Linked DNA regions of Sus scrofa: regions 1 and 3 are each linked to region 2. A link is a contact called in public HiChIP or PLAC-seq data. All regions are on one chromosome and are shown on one strand. The core of a region is the stretch at or near the end of the contact, and the rest is flanking DNA. Distances in the headings are between cores, read along the strand shown. Region 1 overlaps TTC7B (tetratricopeptide repeat protein 7B). Region 2 has its middle 46 kb from the start of CALM1. Region 3 overlaps TTC7B (tetratricopeptide repeat protein 7B).

Region 1 (3,945 bases), core at 1,137-3,636, 210 kb after region 2:
TTCATACACATATTTCAATGCATTTTGTCTACATAAAAGCTGTTGGCTGGATTTTAAGCAAACAATTGTGCAGTGCATGTCTGTGCATCTTTGTTCAACTCAGAAAAATCTGACCTAGGATTGATGGTCTTTGGTGATTCCACCATCAAATTTTTTTCAAGAAAATAAATATTGGAAAATCATACTGGAGGCAAAAAAAAAAAAAGCAAGATATCTTTCAAGAGTCCCTCTTCCATTTTACAGTTGCTCAGTAGTTTCTCTGCTCTGCTGAGGGGTAATGAATTCTATCTTTTCAGTGGCAAAAGGGTACAGAACTATCAACGAGGCACTGAGTGTAATGTGGTAAAGGCATCTTATAACCTGCAATTTTAGTGGGCAAGACAATGGTAAAAAGTATGAAGAATGAGGGGCTCCACCAAGCACCTGTTCTGCATCTTTGAAAAGAGACATCACATCCCAGTGAATCCATCAGCACCTCCTACCCCAACCAAGCCCTCAGGGGAAGCAGCAGAGGGTCCCAGCCCCTCCCTCGGGGAGTGTGCAGCCGGGGGTGGGGAGCCCTGGCCGAGTGGGGTCAGCACATCCCATCTCGTCGCCCACACACGTCACAGAGGCATGGCTGCTGACATGTTTCCTTAAGGGACAAATAAATCTTGAGTAAATCCTGGTCCATGCGCCCAGATCCTACTTGTTGTCTGCCCCCTCTGAAGGCTGTGCCCGGCCCAGCAGGTCCCTTTACATCGAGCGCTGCCACCTCCTATGACATAACCCAGTGATATTTATAACCCGCTCATTAGAACATATCTCATCTTTCCCAAAAGCCACAGAGCGGGTCAGCCGGTGCAGAGCTGGCCACCAGCCTCTGCGGGCTGTGGCAGATGCTCTAGATATTCGGCTCTCTTCTTGGATGACATTTTAAATGGCACGAAAGTATTAAATCAAACTGAATGTGGGTTCTGTATGTTACGAGCACTCACAAGGGCTATTACTTCGTATCTTATACCTACATGACATCCCAGGACTCTCATTCACAAGAACAGCCCCAGAACTTGAAGGGAACGCTTTGCTGGCAGAGCTACAGAAATACGCCCATATTCCTCTCACCCACACATAGCAGATGATATCAGATCAGAAGCTTTACGGTGGCATAAAAAGAGAAGCTTGGGCTCAGGACTCCGGGCAGCACCAAAGGGGACATGAATCAAAATTAGGTAACAGGCTCTGGGACGCGCGATCTCTGCTGCTCTCCCCTGCATTTGTTTTTACGGCATCCGTGTTCACTGGCTTTGGACTGAAGCTCAGTTCTCTTAGGGAACATGAGGCGAAGGAAACAGCTACGGCTGGAAAAGGGAGGGGAGGAAGGACTGGGCTGATGTCACTCCAGGATCGCAGCTTAAGCGCCTACTATGTACTAAAAGCATGGCATTTTCAACCGTATGCAGTAAGGGTAGGACTGGGACCATGTCGTTGGAGACCCAGTTTAAAGGGTTGTTCAAACAGGGTGGAAATTAGGCCTGGAGGGGGTAGTTTCAAATCCCAATGTTATAACTCAGGGAAGGCTACCAGATAGCAAGTGGCCATTCGGAAGGTCTCCCGTGCCTTCCTTGTGGAATGAGAAACACATCCAGTTACAGATGCACCGAATTTTCTAGCTATAATGATCCAACACAACTTAGTCCATTGCAACCCTGGAGAGAAACGGCCTGCCCAGGTTCACACGGCCAGTGAGAGGGCAAGCTGGGAGCTTCCAACCATACCCACCACCTTCCTGACAAAAGAGATGTGAACTCTCAAAGGGACATGCAACCCAAGAAGAAAACAAAATATGGACGCTCAGGTCTAGGGTTTACGTCATTAATATGCAAATGAAAGTGTATATCCAATCCAAATCTGATGCATACAGGTGGTCCCAGCTACTGAGACACTCCTAGGAACCGGTTCAAAATTGGAAAGGAAAATCAGCTGGCCCAAGTGAAGCAGCCTGGGGTCTGCAGATGAGGCCTCAGAGGCCCTAACTGAGAACTGATGGGGAGAGTCCACTCCCCTCTAAGGCCAAGGCAGTTTCTCCCGCGCAGGACTGAGGCCCTCTGGTGGCGGCTGGAGGAAGTCCCTGTGACTGAGGGGATGCCACCCAGGAGAGGCCAAACCAGGAGGGACGCAGGGCGCGCTCCCAAGGCACCGCACGCTGCCTTTGAGGCAAAGGCAAGTTTTCCTCAAACGGTTTCCAGTTTGTTTCTGGGAAGAGCTTAGGATTCAGAATCAAATTCTTCTTGAAGCTGGGAAGAATCCTGCTGGTAAACAAAGGCTCCTCAGGAACCACAAGGAAGGCTCGGAAGGCCTCGGGCTGCACTAGTCAAATAAGTGTGCCACCGTCAGGACCAAGCCGAGGTGGCCTGTCCAGCCCCAGAGCAATGTGACAACCGGAGGGAGAAGGCACTGGAGGGGAGAGACTGCACATTTTAAATATAAGAAAAGGGAAAAAGTGTCCTAAATGCAAAAGCATACAATTCTCAGCAACTCCTATACCACCCATGCTTTTTTTTTTTTTTTTCAGTCACATAATTTTATTCAAGTCGTCACTTCCACTGTTGCCATGACAGCAGAAAAAATTTTTTTTCCTTAAGCTAGATGGAGAATCACGATAGAATGGAACAAAAAAAGAAAAGAACTTGCAAGCATTACATTCTAAATGCTACGAAACACCCCGATTTGAGGGAAATAAACAAAAGCCACATGATTGCTTTCATGTCTCTCAACTATGAGTTTATTCTTGCCATGCTGAGACCCAGGCCTAAAATGATCTGTTGCTTTAAAACGCCACTCCAAACTGAAGAGGAGAGAGCCAAGGAATTTCCCCCGTTTGGAGGGTTTCCGCAGCCCCTTGACATGAGGTCATTGATTCCATTTCAGAATTCACTATGGCAAACTATTCTCAAAAGGAAGGTCCTTGCCGGCACTGGCAAGCTGTCGGAATTCGGGGTGCACCTCCTGCACCTCGCTCCAGCAAGCTTCCCGAGTTGGGTGCAGGTCCCTCCACGTGGACCGGTTCCCAACAGCTCAGCTGTTACCCAGGGGAGACAGGGCCTGCGAGTCCCCTGAGCACCAGCCGGCTGTTCAGCCTGATGGGCAGGCAAGACCTGCCACTATCTGTCCCCCCTCCAGCAGGGAGAGCGGAGGCCCGCATCCCTCAGCCTTGCTCTGCTGCAAACCTGAGCAACCTCCTGCTCCGTCCTGGGCAGGAAAGCCCACCCGCAGTCCTGCTTCTCTTGACCACTTCCATGTTGTTTTCTCTCCTCCCTTTTCAATCTGATTTCTTCATCCTCCTCCTGAGCCTCCTCCTTCAGCGCCTTGCCTGCTGGCCCTTAGGTCAGTGCAGAAGCATGACTTCCTAAGGACACCCAGGGGCACTGGCTGGCCAGCATTTGACTCTTGGGCCCTGAAAGCCGCATTTTCGAAGGCTGGTTTCTGAAACGTACATTTTTACATACAAACCTACAGCAGTGCCTGCTTATTCTGTTCTGTGCCTTTGAACCACATTCTCAGCTTTTTAGTGCTGTCACTGGTGTCTCCGCACTAGCAAACCAAGGGGGAAATGGATACGGGAAGGAAGCCAGAGATCCGAAGTTAAAATCGAGATGGAAAACCAAGGCTGGGAGAGACTCGGAGCCTGGAGAACCAATTTGCCTTGCGATGGGCAGCTGCCTCCACAGCAAACTCAATATATTTATATTTTTACATTCCTTTGGGGGGGGACAGAGTGGGAAATACAATTCTCCCCCCTTAACTTGTCCTTCCAAATTATCTTCTAACCTCAACGTCTGGCCCAGGCCATCAATGCACGTAAATCAGTATCAACGGTCACCGTCATGCAAATTCCAAGTTCTGATGTGAATAAAATACTTTTCATAGTGGATACCCGATTCCTAAGAAACAAAGAAAAGATAC
Region 2 (4,142 bases), core at 249-2,748:
ATTATTGTGCAATAGAGAGCTTAACACTCTGCTCAATAAAGGGAATGGAAAGACAGGACTTGGAGGTGGGAACGTGTGGGGTGCATGGGGATGGGGAGCAGCCCAGAATTTGTGGTTCAAAGGGAGGATTGAAGGCACCCCCACAGCACCCTCTCACTTGGGTCCCTGAAGCCTCCAGGGCAGCTGAGCCGGCCAGCTACTGAATGATGGATCCAGAGCATATCTGGCTGACCGCCCACCAGCCTGACCACTATCTGCTGAACTGACCGGTTGGGTGCCTGCTAGGTTCACCAACAAGCAGGCCAGTCTGATGGGATGCTTTCTCAGCCCATTTTTTTTCTAATTTGCTAATGGCCAGGCCTTTGAAACATCTATCAAAAGGCTGCTTCCACATTCCTGGAAAGACACGTGAGTGTCCTCCTCATGTTGAACATGAATGTGTGTGTGTGTGTGTGTGTGTGTGTGTGTGTGTGATCTCCAGGACCTTGAGGGAGGCCCAGAGAGGCTCCAAGACCTTGCCTGAATCCCACAGCTGATAAGAAGCCAAGGCCAAGACCCGATCTGGAACTGCAACATCTCAGGCCCTGTGAGGCTGCTCTGTTCCACAGAGCCAGAGCCCCACTTCACGTGCAAACCCACCTCTGGCAGAAAATAGGTAGGAAGTAGGTGGGACGAAGGCTAGTTCAGACCTAGGCTGGAGAACCAGAGCCGGGGTTCTGGAAGGGAGGACCTACTGCCTCTGCCCCAGGAAGGGCAATCGGGTGGGGGGATGGTTAGTCCTAGGCCTCTGCCCTATTTCTGAGGAAGTGAGAGAATGTTCCCAGGGTCCTAACTGGACGTGGGCTTTTGCAAGGCAGGATTTCCCTTCCCCACCCTTCCCTATCTGGGCAGCCCCTCTATCCCAGGATCCCCGTGCCCAAGTTGGTCACTCTCCCCCTGGCCACCTGTGCGAACCATTAGAGCACTAGCCTTGGCATCAGGTAGTCCTGAGTCAGGTCCCGGCTTCCTGCCTCTTTACCTCTCCTGCCTCAGTTTCTTCATCTGTAAAATGGGGATCACAACAGTGATTCCCTCATAGGGTTGGGGCGGGGGGACAAGGTCCTTGCCTACTGGTGTATGTGGTTGGGATTCCTGGACTAGTGGATGGGAAGGAAGGGCCCTCAGGGGTGTCTCACTCCCTCCTGAGAGAAGTAAAAGCTGCCTCATCCCTCATCCCTAACTACCCGCCCTCCCGTCCCCCCCTTCCTTCTCCCTCAGGCCATTTGAATGTTCTTTTTTAAAAGCACAGTGATTTCCAAGGCAAAGCGAGTCCTGGGCAGTCCCCCGTTTTGGACTCAGACCTGTAATTCGTCACGTGTCTAGACCAGGTCCTATGAATCCGAACCTCGTGCTTTATTTTTGCTGAACCCAGGCCCCGCGCTCTCAGCTCAGCCTCTTCCCTCCGGGGACTGGGCCGTCTCCAGGGCCGGCTGGGCTGGTGCCTAGTTCTCTCCTAACTCTCCTAGGATTTGCACGTCAGCAGACGAGAAGACGCTGGGCTGCCCCAGGGGGAGATGGAGCAGGGGAGTTTGGCACCCTCTCCCTGCGCTCCCCTAGGAGCTTTGAGCTTGGTAAGGGCAGCAGCCGGCAGCTGCCATTCCCCGAGGTCTACTCAGGGAGGGGTCCGGCTCCTGGCTCAGTCCTCATCTCCCCCAGTTTTCGTCCGACCCCCTCCGCAAACCAGTGATTCCTTCTGCGGAAAAACACCCTGCTGCGAAAAGCACAGCCCCTGGAGGGGGTTCCGGAGTAGCAGGAAGGACAGCCAATGACAGTGGAGGCTAAGCATTACATCATCGCTGTGGGTTCCTATTGGTTGGGAACTTGGCCTTGACTATGCGCCTCTCTGCGCCCCAGGCTCCCAAAGGTCTAGTGCGGGTTCGCAGAGGAAGCCCACGTGGGGTGGAGCGCTGGACCAGACGGAGCCGGAGGTCCACGATCTGCCACGATGACGAGTGAGGCGCTGTGTTGCCAGACGTCAGCTTCCTCACGTGCAAAAGGAGAGAGTTCCTGCTCAAACGTCCTCCCCTGCTGCCACTATTGTGCAGAACTCCCCAGGACCAGGTTCTGCCCCAGTCCCGCCACACCGCATCCACCCGCTTGGATGTCCTTCCCGTGGGGCCACAAGCCTTGGGGGGGACCAGGGTCTTTCTTGTCTGGCCCTCTCTCCTTTTCATCCGAGTCTGGCAGGAACGTGAACATGTATAATAATGGTTACCGTTAATTGAGTTTTCCTACAGAGCAGACATAAACCTTATATTTTATTCATATTATCAACGCTAACTCCCCACTGACATTGAGCCTGGGTGAGGACAACTGATTGCCCAAGGTCATGGGACAAGTGAGTGGGAAAGCCAGGCTTCGCACCCAACCTCAACGCTGTGTGGGATTTAAGTTCCCATGCCTGACAGGCAGTCTTTGGCAGAAGTCTTCCCTGAACGGGCTCGTCAGGGCAGGGCTATTCTGCTCAACTGTTGTTGGTGAGCCTGGGTGTTGACGGGGAAAAGCTGTTGCTAGGATTTGAGGAGTTCAGTCTGAGATGTCAGAAAGGATTTCAGCTCCTCTGCCACCCCAAGGATGGTAGCACATAAATCACAGCAAGCTGGCTCCTGGCAGGTCAGCTCTGGCATCTGAGGCTGGCACATCACTGCCTCTTCTCTCTGCCTGCTTGCCTCCTCTCTCCCTCTCCCCATCTGTCTTGGCTGTTCCTTGAACTCTGCACAGATTCTCTGAGCCATTCTGAGAAAACGGTGCCTACTGCTTAGGCCTGGCATCTGTTAAACTGTACTGGGAAAGGGTGGTACTCTCACACCCAGGAAACCTGTGAGGCCTTACCTGTGCCTTCCACCTGAGCACCCTGGCATCCAGGCCTGTGTTTATGGTTTGGAGTTGAGGTGCAGTTTGGGGGGGTGCAGAACCAGGGAGAGGGTGCAGGTGTCTCAACATGAGAGCACCAAAACCTCAAACCTTAGGGAAGCTTCCATGGAACCAAACTTGATGACTTAGACCATGAATGTCTGACCCATTTCCTCACTACTTCCTGGTAGGTGATGCAGAGGGTAATGGAGAGAGACTCAGTTCTGAAAGGTGGTCTTGAGAAAGAGGCAGCTGGCTTGCTCAGGATGGCACTGGCAGGCCTACCAAGGGTCCCAGGTGGAAGTGTCTGCTAGACCGATTTCAGCTGTGCAAAAAGAAGAGCTTTGGGAGTTCCCATGGTGGCTCAGCAGGTTAAGGACCCAATGTGGTCTCCTTGAGGATGTGGGTTCAATCCTCTGGCCTCACAGAATGGGTTAAGGATCTGGTGTTGCTGTGGCTGTGGTGTGGGCTTTGAAGCTGCCCAGAATGAGCTGATTTAAGGTAGTGAGCTCCCTGTCACCAGAGACATGCAACAGAGCACTTTTACTCATGCATCTAAACTTATCTGTGCAAGGCATTATGCTAAGTGCTGGGGGTACAGAGGACAATGTAACCTACTTGGGACACATGCACTCATGCACATTATGCACAACAGATAATTTTGATGCTGTGGGTAAATGTGAGCACAGGGAGGGGATGTGAGTGTCTGCCTGGGAGTCTGAAGGGAAGGGTACGCTGAGGATGAGGATGCAGCCCTTGGCCGAGCCTTAAAGTGGACTCGAAGTTTGCCAGGCAGACAGGAGCTGGCAAAGGGCAGGCTTGCTCATTCATGGAAGGGCATGTTGCAGAGGAAATGCAAGTATCAGGGGAAGGTAGGACTGGGGACTTAAAACTCAGAGTTGCTTTCACCATAGGTGGTCAGAGTTAATCCCAGATGCTGCTGAGGAGACATTTCCCAGCTTCATGGAGGGTCAGAAGGGGACCCCAGCCTTCTCCTTCTGGGTGGACCTACCTGTTGGGGGCTTCCCCTCCTTTCCCCTCTCCACTGCACAGCCCAGTGTCTGTGAGCTGCTCCAGAAGGATGCGACTCCAAGGAGACTCTGGGTGCTGAGTATCCTAGCAACCTCCAAGGCTGGCATCCGCAGGGCTAGGTCCAGACTCAAAAGGCTTGTTCTAATTCCCCAGCCTTCCATCAAAGTGTGCCTCCCACAGGAATGCGGGGTGGGTTGGGGAAAGAGGAGAGAGGTTGG
Region 3 (3,937 bases), core at 278-2,777, 150 kb after region 2:
ATTTGAAGACACTGTATTAGCAGTAGTGATAAAATATGAATTCCTCTCTACCATGGAGAACCACGCACAAATGCCTTCAAAGTGCTTGCGAGGACAGCTGAACGCCCTTGGAGGAGCAGCTGGTCTAGCCAGTGTTTACCCATCCTTACTGTCGCCATGAGATAAGTTGGTGGTTAAGTATCTTGAATAAACTTAACAGGGACCAAAAAATTCTGTACTTCTCTGCATCAGGCTCGGAGGCCGGTTAAGTGAGCTCTCCGTTCAACAGTTGGGCAGGCCTGACCCTCACAGTGGGACGGGCTCTCACCTCCATCCAGCAGAGGCTGACGAGCCACCTACCACAGACGCAGCCCGTGGGAGGTTAATGGCCACTCAGACTCGAGAAACACGAGGCCATCCCAGGCTTCCTCTGCTGGAGACAGGCTTGTCACAAACAAACAGATAATGCTACATGGCAGTTGGGACAAGTGCCCACGTCATCTTGTTTAGGTTGGTGTTGAAATGTTTGACCTAGGTTGGGGGGAAAGAAAAAAAAAAAAAAAAAAAAAAAAAAACCATGGGATCCACTGAATACATCTGGCCCCAACTTTTAATAAAGGGTTCTTGGGAAGAAGTTTCCCATCACAAAGGAAAAAATACAAATATTTAAAAAGCAAACAAGTCATCCACTGCTCTCAGCCCTGCTGCCATATGCTTGGCTTTTTTGAGCTTACAGCTTAACATTAAAATAACAGGCTTGCATTCCTCAAATATCTCTACTGCTGTTCCTTAGTTCTACTACTTGAAAAGGCTGTCAGCTGCTGTCACTTGGAGGCATTACCATATTAGCCACCACTGTTTACTGCTTACTGTGCGGTGTGGCTATTAGTTTAATAAGCCTCCTCTCGGATGACACCCCAGGCTGTCTTTGCAGGAGCCACACACTGGAGTCTAATGTCTCACAGCTAAGGAAGGTGCTGGGGAGGGACGGCTAATTTATAAATGTTGGTGAGAGACACCGAATGCAATTGCATCAGGCTGTGCTTTACGACTGATGGGTAAAGGCCTGGGTATTTTTTTAAGTGCTTGCACCCTCTAAGGTTCCACGGACTAGACAGCTTTGGATAAAATCCAGAAATGTACTCGGTGTGCAAAAGAGCAGGTTTGAGATCGGCAAGAAGTGAAACACTGCAGCAAAGCTCTTTAATTCACTCTGCATAAATAGCTGAACCTACAAAAGAACTCTCTAGTCAGAGGTTTCCTGGATTATAATGAGAATTTTCTCGACGGGGACAGGAGAAGTGCCCTTTTCACTTGAAGACAAAGCAATGTTTGTAATGGAAATGTGTGAACCAATTTTCCAAGGGGAGCTGCTGAAACACACTGATTAAAACCACAGTGAGGTGATGAGGCAGAGAAATAAAGCCAAGGCCGATCCACTTCAAATTTGCGACTGCATTATTTCTGAAAGTGAAGAGAGCCAGCCTTCCCTTCTCCCCCGGCCCCCGCCCACTGCTGACCCTGCCACTTAGACAATTAGAACCTGCCAGCCTGCGCGACTGTTTACTGTTTCTGGCCGCTGGTTACTAAGCTACTCCACTGAGGATAAAATGGGAACCGTGTCGCCCAAAAGACAATGTCCTTCTCAACAGAGCCTAACCAGCGGGCCTGGATTCAGGGATTCAGAGGGAAGAGGTGGAGATAAGCAGACAATTCCATCACATGGCAGTTTGTAAGGACAACTCTTGGATTACTTGCAGACACTGTTGACGGACTGAAGGAATTCCACTTCTTAGAGAATAAAACGAAGATACAGAGAGGTCAGGTATCCTTGTCAAAGTTGCCTAAAATATACTAATCACCTGGAACTAATGAGCGTCCTTGGCAACGTAGGGCAAAGAAGCTGTAAAGCAACGTTTCCCAAATTTCAGTCTTTGGAGTTTGCTCCATACAGCTTCTGCCACCTCCACGTATATTAATATGTTCCTTTAAATTGAATTTAAAACAGCTCATTTAAAAATTCTTAAGAGTCTCCCTCTGGGCAACAATTCTATGAAATCACACTTTGCTGTGCAGCTGTATTTTTTTCTCATGAACCTTTTAAAATGCCTATCAATATAAAAATGTTCACCATAATCCATTTAAAATCATCGGGTGTGCCCCAAAGGTATACATGGGGGAAGAACGGAGAGAATTTCAGTTTAGGAAGGTTGACCTGACAGATGACGTTCGTGTCTAAACATCACGAGAAAGCAAGAGGGAGGGGAATTCTGTACTGTTTGCCGCTGGGGTGTCCCGTGAAGGGCTTAGACAGGCTGAAGAGAAGGCACGGGAAAGAAGTAAATGTAACACCTTCCATCTACGGGACAAGACTTACATAAAGTTTTCTGGGTATTCACTCAGGGCCATGTCAATGATGTTCAGGGCGTCATGGTAATGCTTCTGTGCTGAGAGCAGGAGGGCAAGGAGGTGCAGGGAGTTGGCATCGTCGCCTTGAAGTTGAAGGGCTTGGCGGACGTATCCCAGAGCCTCGGGTATCTGGTTTAAAACAAAACCGAAAAGACTTGTTACGCACACACACACACACACACACACACACACACACGAAGCCACCACTTGAGCACCTGACGCTCTGTCACTATCAGGAGCTGCTTCCCTTTCTGCCGCATGTGAAGCTGTCTTTCTGACAGTCCCGAGATGTGAACCACAGATGTGGAAACAGAGGCCTCCTTCAAGTGACAGTGTGACGAATGAAGTGACACAAGAGACTCTTGTTTCCCAGGAGAACAGCCCATACCAAATCCCTTGTTTCTCCCTAAACAAACGGTTTCTCTCTTTCCACAAAACTGATTTACTTTTCATTATGCCCGAGATAACTTCATTCTAAATGGAGACACATAACAAATTGCCAGAAGTTTTTAGCGAAGTTAAACAGTCTTAGCTGAACTGTTTTCTCTCTCTCTCTCTTTTTTTAAGTATTGCTGACGATACTTATTAATAAGTGTCAAAACCTTAGACAGAGCTTTCCAAGTGAGTCTTTTCAAGCGTCTTTGTCCTGGATCTCCATTAGACATCAAGGAAATATGCAAACAGGCAAACAAAAACCCCACACCTTTCCAAACTCCAATCCAAAATATCTCCATCCAAGAAACAAATTGCAATGCCACATACAAAGCAGATGTATCCAAATTTGAGGAGGAAAACGTACAACCTTAACGTCTAAAATCCAACAGCGGATTTCTTCAAAATCACCCAAGCACAAGGGTTGATCAAACACGTACATCATGGATATTTGAACACCTGAGATTCTGGGCAGGTTTAACAGTACCTGGGGAGAATGAGGACCTGAAGCTGGGTTTTGAAACCCTTTCAAGGCTGAGGCGTTCCTACAAAATCGCCCAGGGACTCCCTCCTGTCTCCCCTCCAACTCTGGGCCCTGTGCCGGAACCCCTTTCGACGCTGGGCTTCTTCCCAAACCCTCGGTAACCTCACTCCTTCGTAGGAAGCCGTGACTTCTGTGTCCCAAATCCATTCGTATTCCTCTCAGAAATTCCATTTTTTGATGACGGTCTGTTAAAAATGCTGGTTTAGAGAGGCCTTCTGGTTTTGAGCTGTAGAATCTCAGCTCTCACAGAGGGCCCCACCAGTCATTTCATGCGGTGGGGGTGGGGACCCGAAGTCCAGAGGTGAAGTGACTTGAGCAAGATCACCCCCTGAGTGGCTGAGCCAGGGGCCCTCCCTCCGATTCCTCTCCCATCCTCTCCTCCTGGTGAAATGGCACTGGCTCCAAGGATAAGGCGGCCGCCCGGCCACCTGGCCACCCTGCCTGGTGTCATGCTGCGTGCCCATGAAGGCTGCTGCTGTACCCACAAGGCTCCATCTACTTCTCCTCTCCCCAGGGGGACAGGCTGCTGTGTGACCAGCACGCAGCCTGGTACTCTGGGAGGGTCCAAAGGCA

Evidence for each region. HiChIP or PLAC-seq counts read pairs in DNA pulled down with a chosen protein or histone mark.
Region 1: a contact with region 2 is called in an H3K27ac HiChIP or PLAC-seq map of skeletal muscle. The contact joins two enhancer-like sites. A contact is called at or near these places in 1 of 47 Hi-C or Micro-C datasets (skeletal muscle) and 1 of 2 datasets of contacts at active chromatin or transcription factors (skeletal muscle).
Region 3: a contact with region 2 is called in an H3K27ac HiChIP or PLAC-seq map of skeletal muscle. The contact joins two enhancer-like sites. A contact is called at or near these places in 1 of 47 Hi-C or Micro-C datasets (skeletal muscle) and 2 of 2 datasets of contacts at active chromatin or transcription factors (alveolar macrophages and skeletal muscle).

What each region holds. Positions count from the first base shown.
Region 1 is chr7:112,411,580-112,415,524 of Sscrofa11.1, forward strand. The region is part of intron 5 of TTC7B (tetratricopeptide repeat protein 7B); the gene reads right to left. Among named protein-coding and RNA genes, the nearest start is that of TTC7B, 110 kb to the right of the region's middle. Within about 2 kb of position 2,387, at least 12 of the 83 cell types and tissues checked have an H3K27ac peak or open chromatin away from gene starts, as enhancers often do. A contact at or near this core is called in skeletal muscle, where this site is marked.
Region 2 is chr7:112,204,728-112,208,869 of Sscrofa11.1, forward strand. No RefSeq gene overlaps it. Among named protein-coding and RNA genes, the nearest start is that of CALM1, 46 kb to the left of the region's middle. Within about 2 kb of position 1,499, at least 66 of the 83 cell types and tissues checked have an H3K27ac peak or open chromatin away from gene starts, as enhancers often do. A contact at or near this core is called in skeletal muscle, where this site is marked.
Region 3 is chr7:112,359,389-112,363,325 of Sscrofa11.1, forward strand. It overlaps TTC7B (tetratricopeptide repeat protein 7B), which reads right to left. Exons shown (of 20, transcript XM_021099609.1): 15 at 2,357-2,517. Among named protein-coding and RNA genes, the nearest start is that of TTC7B, 160 kb to the right of the region's middle. Within about 2 kb of position 1,528, at least 27 of the 83 cell types and tissues checked have an H3K27ac peak or open chromatin away from gene starts, as enhancers often do. A contact at or near this core is called in skeletal muscle, where this site is marked.